2 separate regions of the Columba livia genome follow, and region 1 is linked to region 2. Evidence: chromatin contacts called from public Hi-C data. All regions are on one chromosome and are shown on one strand. Each heading gives the region's core, a stretch centred on a gene start, on an enhancer-like site or on the middle of the called end of the contact. The rest is flanking DNA. Distances are from core to core; before and after follow the strand shown.

Region 1 (4,932 bases), core at 2,162-4,661, 85 kb before region 2:
GTGTCCGGGCCACACCTCAAGCAGACGCAGCCTTTGCTGAGCCCGCCAAGGAATTCTTGGGTAACGCAAGCTGACAAGGATGCAGTTTGTTATTCAGTCTGTGACAGAATGATTCAGGGGTTTCTAAGAGCAGGAAATGAAGCAGACAATGAAAGCTGGAGCAGGATGCTAATGATTCACTACACCAGCCTAGCGATACATTAAGTCTTCTGCAATCAGACCCAGGGCCTGAGCCCACAACAGCTCAGACTGTTGGCGGGGGATCGGCAGCTACCGTGCTGGCTCTGGGCTCCAGGAAAGCCAGGAGAGTCCTGAGAGGGGCTTTCTCAAGGTCAGAAGGAAGAGAAGATGGTGAAAGGATGCAAAACCAGCTTGAAAATCTCCAATAAGCCCTAGGTGGTAATAGCAGCTTTTTGCAGTGTCAATACAACGGCAGCAGGTGGGCAGCGCAGGAGGGAGGCTGGAGGACTCTGCTGAGTTCAAAGATGATCTGGCAGTCGCTTACTGCCCTAAAAACCCCCTCCCAGCCAACCTAACAGTAAAAAGCATCACCCCAAAGGGGTTTTCTGAGGCTAAGCACACAATGAGAAACCAGGCAAGAGGAATCCTGCAGGGATATCCAGGGCAATAGCAACAAGAGAGGGGGGAATGCTTCACTCTGAGGAGAGCAAAAATTCATTTGTGATAGTTCAGTCCTGTGCTAAATGCCAGGAGAGGGGCTGGCTCACTCAGCACTTTCCAAATACTCAGTTTCACCCCCCTGCTGCCACCTGGAAGCCCTGTTTCTGCAACTGAGTCCCAGGAGGGAGCTTCGTCCCTTTAGCAAGTATCATGGCTCAACCACAGAGCACCACTGGAACCAGCAGTTTAAGAAAAGGTAAGATCCAGCCAAAAGCTTCATGTTAAAAAAGGACAATGACAAGCAGGGGAAAATTTAGATAAAGCTCCAGAAACTTGAATAGTGAGATCTAATTCAGACTGAAATAGCTATTCCTGGAAAGTGGCAAGAGTCCTACCGTGAAAGTCACTTCAAACCAAGTGGTGCTCACACCTGACACAGGCAGAAGGCAGCGTTCCTCTTTCTCTGGGTCTTGGATGCCCAGAACTGCCCTAAAACGATAAAATCCTTTGCACTTTCCAGCACTGGTTAAACCTCAGAATCCTACGCTCACTTTGCAAAGTCATTTGCTGGGGACAGGTAACCAGTGTGGCTACAGGAATGGGGCAAAGAGCTTGAGTGAGGACTGACGACCTCCCAGCTCTGGGGGATGCTGCAGCAGGACCCAGCCAGCCCCAGCCCTCTGCACCTCCTCCCGAGAGCTGTCAGACCCCCGAGATGACAGCCCAGCTCCCCAAAACACACTTCAGCTGCACCACGATCTTTCCCTTCCCAACCACACTCTCTACCACAGCTTAACTTGGATTTCATTTCTATAAATCACAACTCACCGCCTCTATGCCTTGACACTTTCCCCCTGTATATGAAGAATCTCCAATGACACTGCACTCTCAGAATTTTTTTTTGTTTTGCTTTGAGGTTTGGGGTTTTTTTGTTGGTGTTTTGTTGTTGTTGGTTTGGTTTGTTTTTTACCATTGCCTTCTTGATCTTTACCAAGGTGTTTTTTCAAGGACTTTTCACAGGCTTGTATTGTCTGATGGTGCAGAGTCCTTGGAATCATTACAATAATAGCTTAAGTGTTTAGCTAGCTCCTAAAACCGACAAAATTCTAAAGGAACACACTGGAAAATAAAATCTGTCCTTGAGGCCAAGGGGATATTTGCCAAAGCATTTCCTATCCCTTCTTCCAGCTTGTTTTCTCCCGGGAAGCTTCACCAGGAAAGCAACTCCTTCTGCACATTTGCGAAGTGCCCGCTAACCACGCCACGGAGCTGTGCAATCCTGAAGTCATCCAAATTCCTTGCCCGCAAGACTTCTGGGGCAGAGAAATACAGGCATATAAATACGATTATTTAGCATTCAACACGGCACTAAGAAGAGGGACACCTTCCATAGGTCACAGCTCCATCTACTGACTACTTCACAAAATAACAGTGTGGAAATCCTTGGAGAAAGCCGCTGGAAGTAAAAAAACCCTGTGCCCCTTCCCGGCCTTTGGACACAGGGCTCTTTGCAGGCGTTTAGAAAGAATCACAGCAACCCAACCCAAAAGGGAGAAGAAAATTCCCATTCTGTACAAAGCAGCCTCTTTGCCCAGCAACAGGTCTGGGGTCAGACTTGAACCTACAACCGTCAGTCCACTAACTGTGGTATTTTAGTGTTTCTGGAATAACCACCGCAGTGGTTTTAAGAGAGGAGTTATTTAAACGAAAACAACAGATGCTTGGAACTAAGCACTTTGGCAAAGTCAGGGTGCAAGCGTAAAAGGAAAACATCGTGTTTGTTAGATCCGCTGCTATCTGGAGTTTGGCAGCAGCTGAGCACCATGTGACAGGAAAAAAATACGTCGTTTTACGGAGAAACTGAGGCCAGACCACTGTCACATGAAATCTGAGGAAGATCAGGGAAGCCACTCAAGCCACATCTCCCGCTCGAACCACTGTGTCCTCCTTATGTGCACAGAGTATCTCCCCGAACCATAAAGGAGATTACCCCTGCCATACACACAGAAGGAAAAACAAAGAATAAAGAAAAACACTGCAATGATTTATCTGCCCAGAGGGAAACAGTCTTTTCTAAAGCTCAGAGGAGATCTTGCCCTTGCAAGCCTCTTGTTTGCTGATGAGGGCTCCAGACGAGTGCTGTTCTGCTCACCGTGTTTCCTTGCCAAGGAGGCAGAACTGAATCAAAGGCTTTTAACGACTTAAATACGTAAACTAAATTGTCCCAAATAGCAGCAAACTTCAACCAGAAAACTGCCCACAAGAAAGCTGGACACCACAGGGGCTGGTTTATAGCTGTCACAAGACTGACATAAATAAGAACAACTCACTTTTTGAGCCAGTAAAACAGAAATACATAATACTATCCTTATTTTACAGGCAAAGGGAAGAGTTTGACAATCAGTTCAGGCTTTAAGCACCGGTTTGATGCAGGAGATTTAATACCCAGTTCCCATCACCACACCCTGTATAAACACCATCTGTTCAGCAGCTCAAACCAGTGTGTTCTCCCCAGATCAGTCCCAGTCTCTCCTGTGATCCGAACCCTCCCGTACACTCACAACTGAACTGCACTTGGTCCCAATTTCAAGCCCTCCCAACTCAACCACCTGCAGCAAACTACTGGTGCATGCCCAGCCCTCAGCCTTTCCAGTTCCCACTTGCATTTCTACGCTTTTTAGAGGCATTGGAAGAATGGGAGTCGCCTTGGCTCCATCTCGCTGCTCAAAACCAGCCATCACTCAGCTGCTCTCAGCCTAAACAAAATCATCACTATAGCCCTAAACCAGAAACTCTAACCCTGAACGGGACCGAGGAATACGGATCAATTCCCCCAGCTCAAGAGAGGGAACAAAGAATAGCTCACAGCTCTGCCTCCCCTGCTCTCGCATCCTCGTCCTCCTCGCCACCCACGCACACGCATCTGCACCCGTTCCAAACAGATAACAACAACAAAAAGGATAAATCACCGTATTTCATTCTGGCACAAGGATCTGTATCTTCAAACTTGCTGCCCAACGGGCTCTTCCAATTTAAACCTTGGATTAAAGAGACTAGCAGCACATTTTTAGAGGAAGCCATGCTGTGTGAATTAGAGCCCTATCCACAGGTTTGGGCAATGAAGCAGCTCACACACGGATTTTACTGCACGTCTCTTTGCCCTTGGAGTAGCAGACAAAACGCAGTCAAGAGAAAGTCAATTCCAGACCCCATCTGAAGGCACAATTGTTCAAGGATGAGAATGGGATCGCTGGAAAAATCACGTGGTTAAAGACTCACTGACGCCTTGTGGAAGACTCCAGGCTTTGCTTACACATCATTTTCTGTATTTTGTTCCTTCCGTTTTATTACTAGAGACAGTTGCACAAGAACGGGATCTTTGTTGCTTAGGAGAGCATCTGCTCCCAGTGGTTATCCTCCTCCTGAAGTCATAATCCTACGTGACATCAAAATAGTTTCCAGAGCCACCAATTACAATGTCATAGAGGATTATCACTTCAGGTATAGAACGTGCAGTTGGAGCAGATGCTCTCTTCAAAAAAAAAAAAACAAACAAAAAACAAAACCTTCAGAAATCCTGTTCCATACAAACATCTCTATTAATAAAATACAAAAGAAGAAAAATAGTATGACAGCCAGAACCTGTTGCTAAATATAAAAATAGATTTTAACGTTTCCACAAGGCATCAGCTGCTCTTCAGAAAGATCCCAGGGTTTAAATTATTAAGAGGTACAGAATGTGATAAGAATCCAACCATGACAGAGAAAAAGAAGGAGAAAAGACTGCAGAACAGTGTATTTCTGCTCAGTAAGCGGACGGTAAAATCTTGGCCAGTGCTGCAGCGGCTTCTCAGAGACAAAATGAAAAATGGGAACAGTGGATCCTCGGTTCTTCCTAAGGATCCCCAAAGCACAAGTGAAATCCATCAATAAGTGTTTTTACAGATATGAAGCCCTGTGAAAAACAAACTGAAAGAATCCTTGTCACATCACAAGGAATTTACTCAGATGTTTCCAACAATCGCTGTCCCAGAGGACACAGAGCCTGTTAGAGGCTGTAACAAACCGTCTCGTGTGCAGTTTGGTAGTAGCTAATTTAGTCGTAGGCTCTTCTGGATCTGATCCGCGGAAACAAGCCAAGTGTAATAAGTCAGCTCAAAGCCGGAGAAAGGCTGGGGGGAGGAGCACCCTTTAGGATGCAGTAATAATGCCGTGTGGTTTGAAATTTTTATTAGAGCTTAACAGGGTAAAGCAACAGTAGGTGACAAAGCAAACAGACTGAAGGCGGAGAAAAAGCCTTATAGGAAGAAA
Region 2 (5,156 bases), core at 2,163-4,662:
CTTTCAGTTAGGACATGTTTATGTTTGCTTAACAAACCCCTACGTTTCTTCCATCAGATATTATTCTGAATTCTTGAGCTTAAATGCAGAGATGCTCAATCTAAAAATAGGAGCAGTCGGAAACTGTTTTATTAAAGAACAGTAACTTTGCTTTTATGCCTTTTTTTTAAATGAAAAAGTATTCTCTTCCTTTACACCATCAAACACAGCTGTACTTAAACCCGCTTACACAAAGGCCAAATGGCTCCACACTTAAAATCACTCCCCGCTCACCACCAGCACCGCACACCTCGCATTTCAAATGCACCACCAACAAAAGCCGACAGGACAATTTTCTTGCTTGTTGTTTGGTGCAAGTTTCACTTTCAGAGTCTCACAAACCAACGCAGCAGTGTTGGGCGGACACCACAAAACTGATTAGGACTCCAGAACTGAAAACGAACTCGAGCTTCGTCAAGTCTTATCAAGGGAGATGATGTCTGCATGAGGGCATTTAGGGAGAAAAGTCAGTGTAATGCTCATAGGGCATTAAGATCCCGAAGCATCATCTATCAGATTTTTCTGGGAAGAGGTTGCTGTTACTGAGAAGACTCTCTACCTAGCTGGAATTTTGTGTTAAAAAGGCCTTTTAGAGAAAGGGAAAACATCATCGCTTCATACTCACAATGTCTCCAAGTCTCTTCTTTACCGTGGTTCTCACACGCGTGACTCATGCATCCTGCTCCTTCCCCTGCACCAGCCTCTCAAACCAGAAGACTTTCAGCAAGAAGGAAGCCAGACGACACTAAGAGATCTGTGTCCTTCCTCTTCACACCGAAGGAAATGTTGCTTTATCCCACACCAGACCTCAGGACAAGCCGCTTGACTCTGCGCAGCTCCCAAATGTCACCAATTGCTCTCCAACCAAAGTCCCACCGGCACAGCGCCCAAGAGCACTCCCAGTATTTACCTTGAATTTCATTTAGCTGCGCTTAGGTGCAAAAGTTTAACCTTTGGTGACACAAACTACAACGGAACAACTCGGAAATCGTTCAGTGCTGTGGGTTGGATTCTGCCTTGGTAACCAGAGTGAGCAGCTATTGAGACCCTCAACCTTCTTCCCCATCTTTTAATATACAAACATTACTCGACTTTGCAGGAAGAAGATATACTATACATAAAACCCATAAAAACATAACTTTTTGGGTTTGGCTGCCAATCTGGAACTTCTCCCTTGAAGAGCAGCTTTTCAGAACAAGCCTGAAAAACACCTTGTGTTACACAAGAGTCTTGTTACAGGACAGGCAAGCAGAAAAATGTTAACCTCCCTGAGACACAATAAACCACCAAAACTAAATACAGATCAGATAGACATCAGACGGTTTCAGGCTGCAAGGTTTCTTTGGGTGCATTGCTCAAAACGTACTATTTTTAAATCAGATCTTCGCTACCCACTAAGAGTTTGGTTGGTTCTGGGTCCCACTGCTAAACCTGGTGCTCATCTCCCCTTGTATGAAAACCAGTGGGCTATGTTAGTTACCCCCAACCATTTCCAAAACCAATTTATTTTAAGAAGCAAGAGCCTCAACTCAGATCATACTTAGAGGAGAAAAAGACAAAACAAGACAACCCAGGTATAATACCTCATTTTACTGTTTTCTGATGCAAAACCTTTTTGACATGAAGCTGCTAAAAATAACCCATCCTCAAAAAGTCCTGTTATTTTTATACAGTCACAAGAATCACTGGATTGCTTCTAATTATCCCACACTTCCTTGGAATTTCTATTTGTGCCTAACAAGACACAACAGGCTGCGACACCAGTGCAATCATCACACATCTTGAATTACAGGCAACTGGCTAAGTTTAGTTTCTTCTTGTGGACAATTTTGGAGAACAATGGTTAAAAAAGAGCCTGGTCTTTGGAATCTATGTTGAAAACAGACAAGCTTACGGGGAGGTGCCAGATCAAAGTAGAAACAGATCTTAAACTGGCCTTGCCTAAAACAAACCCGGTCTCTAACAGGGATTCACAGCAGGATTAGAAATGTTCCACCTAAACAGGATCAACAGGAGATGCCTAAAAAGCCCCTAGAGCGGGACTAAGTCTCTTGGACTTTGCTGTCTTTCCTATAAATACATCCCTACCACTTCTGGCTTCCAGGGGACATTTACTTTCCCCCAGACAGCGATAACTCGGAGGAATCTGCTCCAGGCACAACAGAAATACAAACAGTTGGCCATCTGCACGGCGCCTGACGTGCCAGCCTGGCTGCTGTGCCCCCGCTGGGGAGCGGCGACCAGTGTGCGGTCCCTGCGCTCCCAGTACGTCCCATGGTGTGAGTCAGCTAGTACTGGAACTCACATACAAATATTTGCATGGAAAACTTGCTGGATACTTAGTCATAGGCTGCCTGGCTCCTGCATGATCATCTTAACGCTCCCTCAACACCCCAAGGGGAAGAACATTTCCAGAATTAACACCTACAGCCCCACATTTTTCTAGTAAGCCACATCTATTGAAGCTGGAATTCACACCGTATTTCAACTGCTGTTATTTTACACCATTTTTTCCCCCCTTTCTCTCCTTTGAAAAACGTGATGCTTTTAGATAAAGAGTCATTTATTGCAATTTGTATTGTCATGGCAACACAACTCCCTCCCCTGCCCCAAACCCCAGCGCCAAGGCTCATTGTGTTGGTTACCAGACGGGCACACAGTACATTGCATACAGATGAACGATGCCCCTCAAAGTGGTCTCAGGCCTCCTCTGACACAGCTCCTGCTACGGGGGTCTGGTTGCAACAGGGAAGGAGTCTTACTAAGTCAAATTTCTCTATTCAGACAAAGAAATAAGCTTGATGAGTGCAAGGCATTTTTTTTGTAGCATGTACAACTATACTGGTTAAAGTGAAGAGAGCAGGTTCACAACCAATCTGAGAAATACAAGGAAAAAATATTCAGAGCAGGTGTAAGAGGGTTTTGCTAAGGCAGCTTGGACAAACGGATGAAGAAAAAGGGGAAGATCGCTCCACAAAGGAGCACACTGAAGAACAGGGCTCTGGAGCCCTCTGATGGCAGCTCGCTCTCAGCTGCCTTGCAGCAAAACCCCTCGTACGCCTCGCTGTATCTGTGTCCACAAGGATGCAACGCCATGGAGACAAGGCAGGAAAGAACATCGTCTGCCTGCAAGGGAGGTTTAATAACAAACACCGAAAACCCCCACCTCCAGCTACTCGACCGCTCCCGATGTGTGTGCAAAGACTGGAAAACTCTCATGTTTAAAGGATGAGACCAACCTCCTCCTGAGCTCAAGTGTTGCTTTAGCTACAGAAATGCATGAGGGGCGCTAAGGAAATGACTAAATCTACTGCTCCAGTACTAAAACTGCTCCACAGGGATGTCAGGCTGCCCAGTGCCGTGCAGGAAGGCCAGACTCATTTCATCCCAATCTCTTTGTGACTCCTCCAGTCCAGTAAAGCCTGACAGAGCCACAGAGCTCAGTTATCAACGGGTGAAAATCTGCCCAGCAGATGCTCCAGGAGCACATGGGAAGAAGCAGTTTGCTGCTAGCAGGGGGAGCCCAGCTGCTTGGTTCCGAAGGGGTTACAAAGATTCAACAGCAGGGAAATATTTATGGAGAAAAGATGCTGAGCTGTGCATGTTTCCCAGGCTGGAGATGGTTTTAATTTACCTCTTGCAAAGGCTGTGATTATTCGCTGCTGCTTTTTGTTGAAAGCAACTATTTCAGGCTCACTTGCTCCCTCTGGTGTCACAACCCTGCAGCTATTTCAGAATAAAACTCCCTAAACCTACACAAACTACAAGGAATTCTGCTTTTTTTCTTGTGTGGGAAAGAGGGGGCAATATTTATAAGCATTAGCGATTTCGATGGCCTTGCCAGGCACAAAGCATTCTTTGACTATGGCACAGTAAGGACATTACAGATATCTCCTAGAGTTTTGAGCTACACCCACAGAGCCTCCTCTTTTTCCGCTTCTCCCCTTTGGAGACCAGTTTCTGCCTGAATTTAGCTGAGCTGCAACATCCACCACACTCCTCACCAGGTGTTCCATCACAGGAGCTCCTGAGTTCATGGTTCTGGTCAGTGTTGAGATGCTGCTATTAAAAAAATCTTAGTTTAGACCTTCTTATGAGCACAGGGATTTTAAAACTAGGAGAGGATCCTCATCATTAGCTAGACTGGAGCCTGGCACCCTTGGGACCAGCTGTACTCTGGGGGAAGAAGCTGTGGTACCTCATCAGCCTTCTCATGTCACTCAAACTCCAGAAACCTGCACAGCCACACAGGCAAAAAGGAACTAAATCTTCAACATGATTCAATATTGATGTCACCTTTTGCTGCTTTCTTCCAGGCTCAAGCTGCTCCTCCTCTGCTTTGCCTTTGTGTTTCTTCTCCCTGACTCTCATCACCGAGATGCTGTGTGGTGCTGCTGTAGCACCAAGGGCAGCTGAGACACCGGTCCTTGTGCCCCCTGCATCCCCACTAACACCACAGCAGCATCACCTGCCCCGTGTGCCTCTTCCCCAAACCAGCAGCAGCAGCTTCCTCAGCCTGGCAGAATCCCTATTTTTAGATTAATACATACCTTGAAGGGAACCATAAATATTTGCTTGGATTTTCTGTTAATCTTGCTATGACACAGCTATTAGGATTACTGGAGTGTGGGTTGATAAGCAATGGGGTAAAGTGCTGGAGTGTTTCAGGAGATGACAGGAACATCTCACTGTATTTTACTGAGGTGGATGCCTTGGTGACCTGCGCTAATCCACTTGGAAAATTACTATGAGAGAATAAAGTCTTAAAATATGAAGTGGGAGGTGGAGTGGTGCAAAGAGGAGTTTATTTCCAGACCAGCCTTTTCTCAGTATATGCATAAACATCCGTATTCAACACTAAGTGGAGAGCCACAAACAGAAACACGCAGAGAAGAACCAGACCAGGACCTTCCCATGCACCCAATCCACAAGCATCGGTTCAGTAGCAGGAGAAATCCAGGGACCTCAGTTTAAAGCAGAACCTTTATCTCAGTATATACACAGAGAAACAACATATTCACCCTGGAACAATAACCGTTTAACAAACCAGTGTGCCAAAATGAAGGCTGTTTTTGCAGGGTTCAGGCCCAAAGCAGAGTTTTAGATGCAGTGATTAC

Evidence for each region. A called contact is a pair of places that touch in the nucleus more often than the background predicts.
Region 1: a contact with region 2 is called in a Hi-C map of crop, with 4 times the contacts expected there. The contact joins two enhancer-like sites. A contact is called at or near these places in 2 of 2 Hi-C or Micro-C datasets (crop and liver).

The regions. Positions count from the first base shown.
Region 1 is chr15:13,925,115-13,930,046 of bColLiv1.pat.W.v2, reverse strand. The region is part of intron 4 of FBXL18 (F-box and leucine rich repeat protein 18); the gene reads right to left. Among named protein-coding and RNA genes, the nearest start is that of FBXL18, 10 kb to the right of the region's middle. Within about 2 kb of position 3,411, at least 1 of the 3 cell types and tissues checked has an H3K27ac peak away from gene starts, as active enhancers do.
Region 2 is chr15:13,839,982-13,845,137 of bColLiv1.pat.W.v2, reverse strand. The region is part of intron 13 of RNF216 (ring finger protein 216); the gene reads right to left. Among named protein-coding and RNA genes, the nearest start is that of FSCN1, 42 kb to the left of the region's middle. Within about 2 kb of position 3,412, at least 3 of the 3 cell types and tissues checked have an H3K27ac peak away from gene starts, as active enhancers do.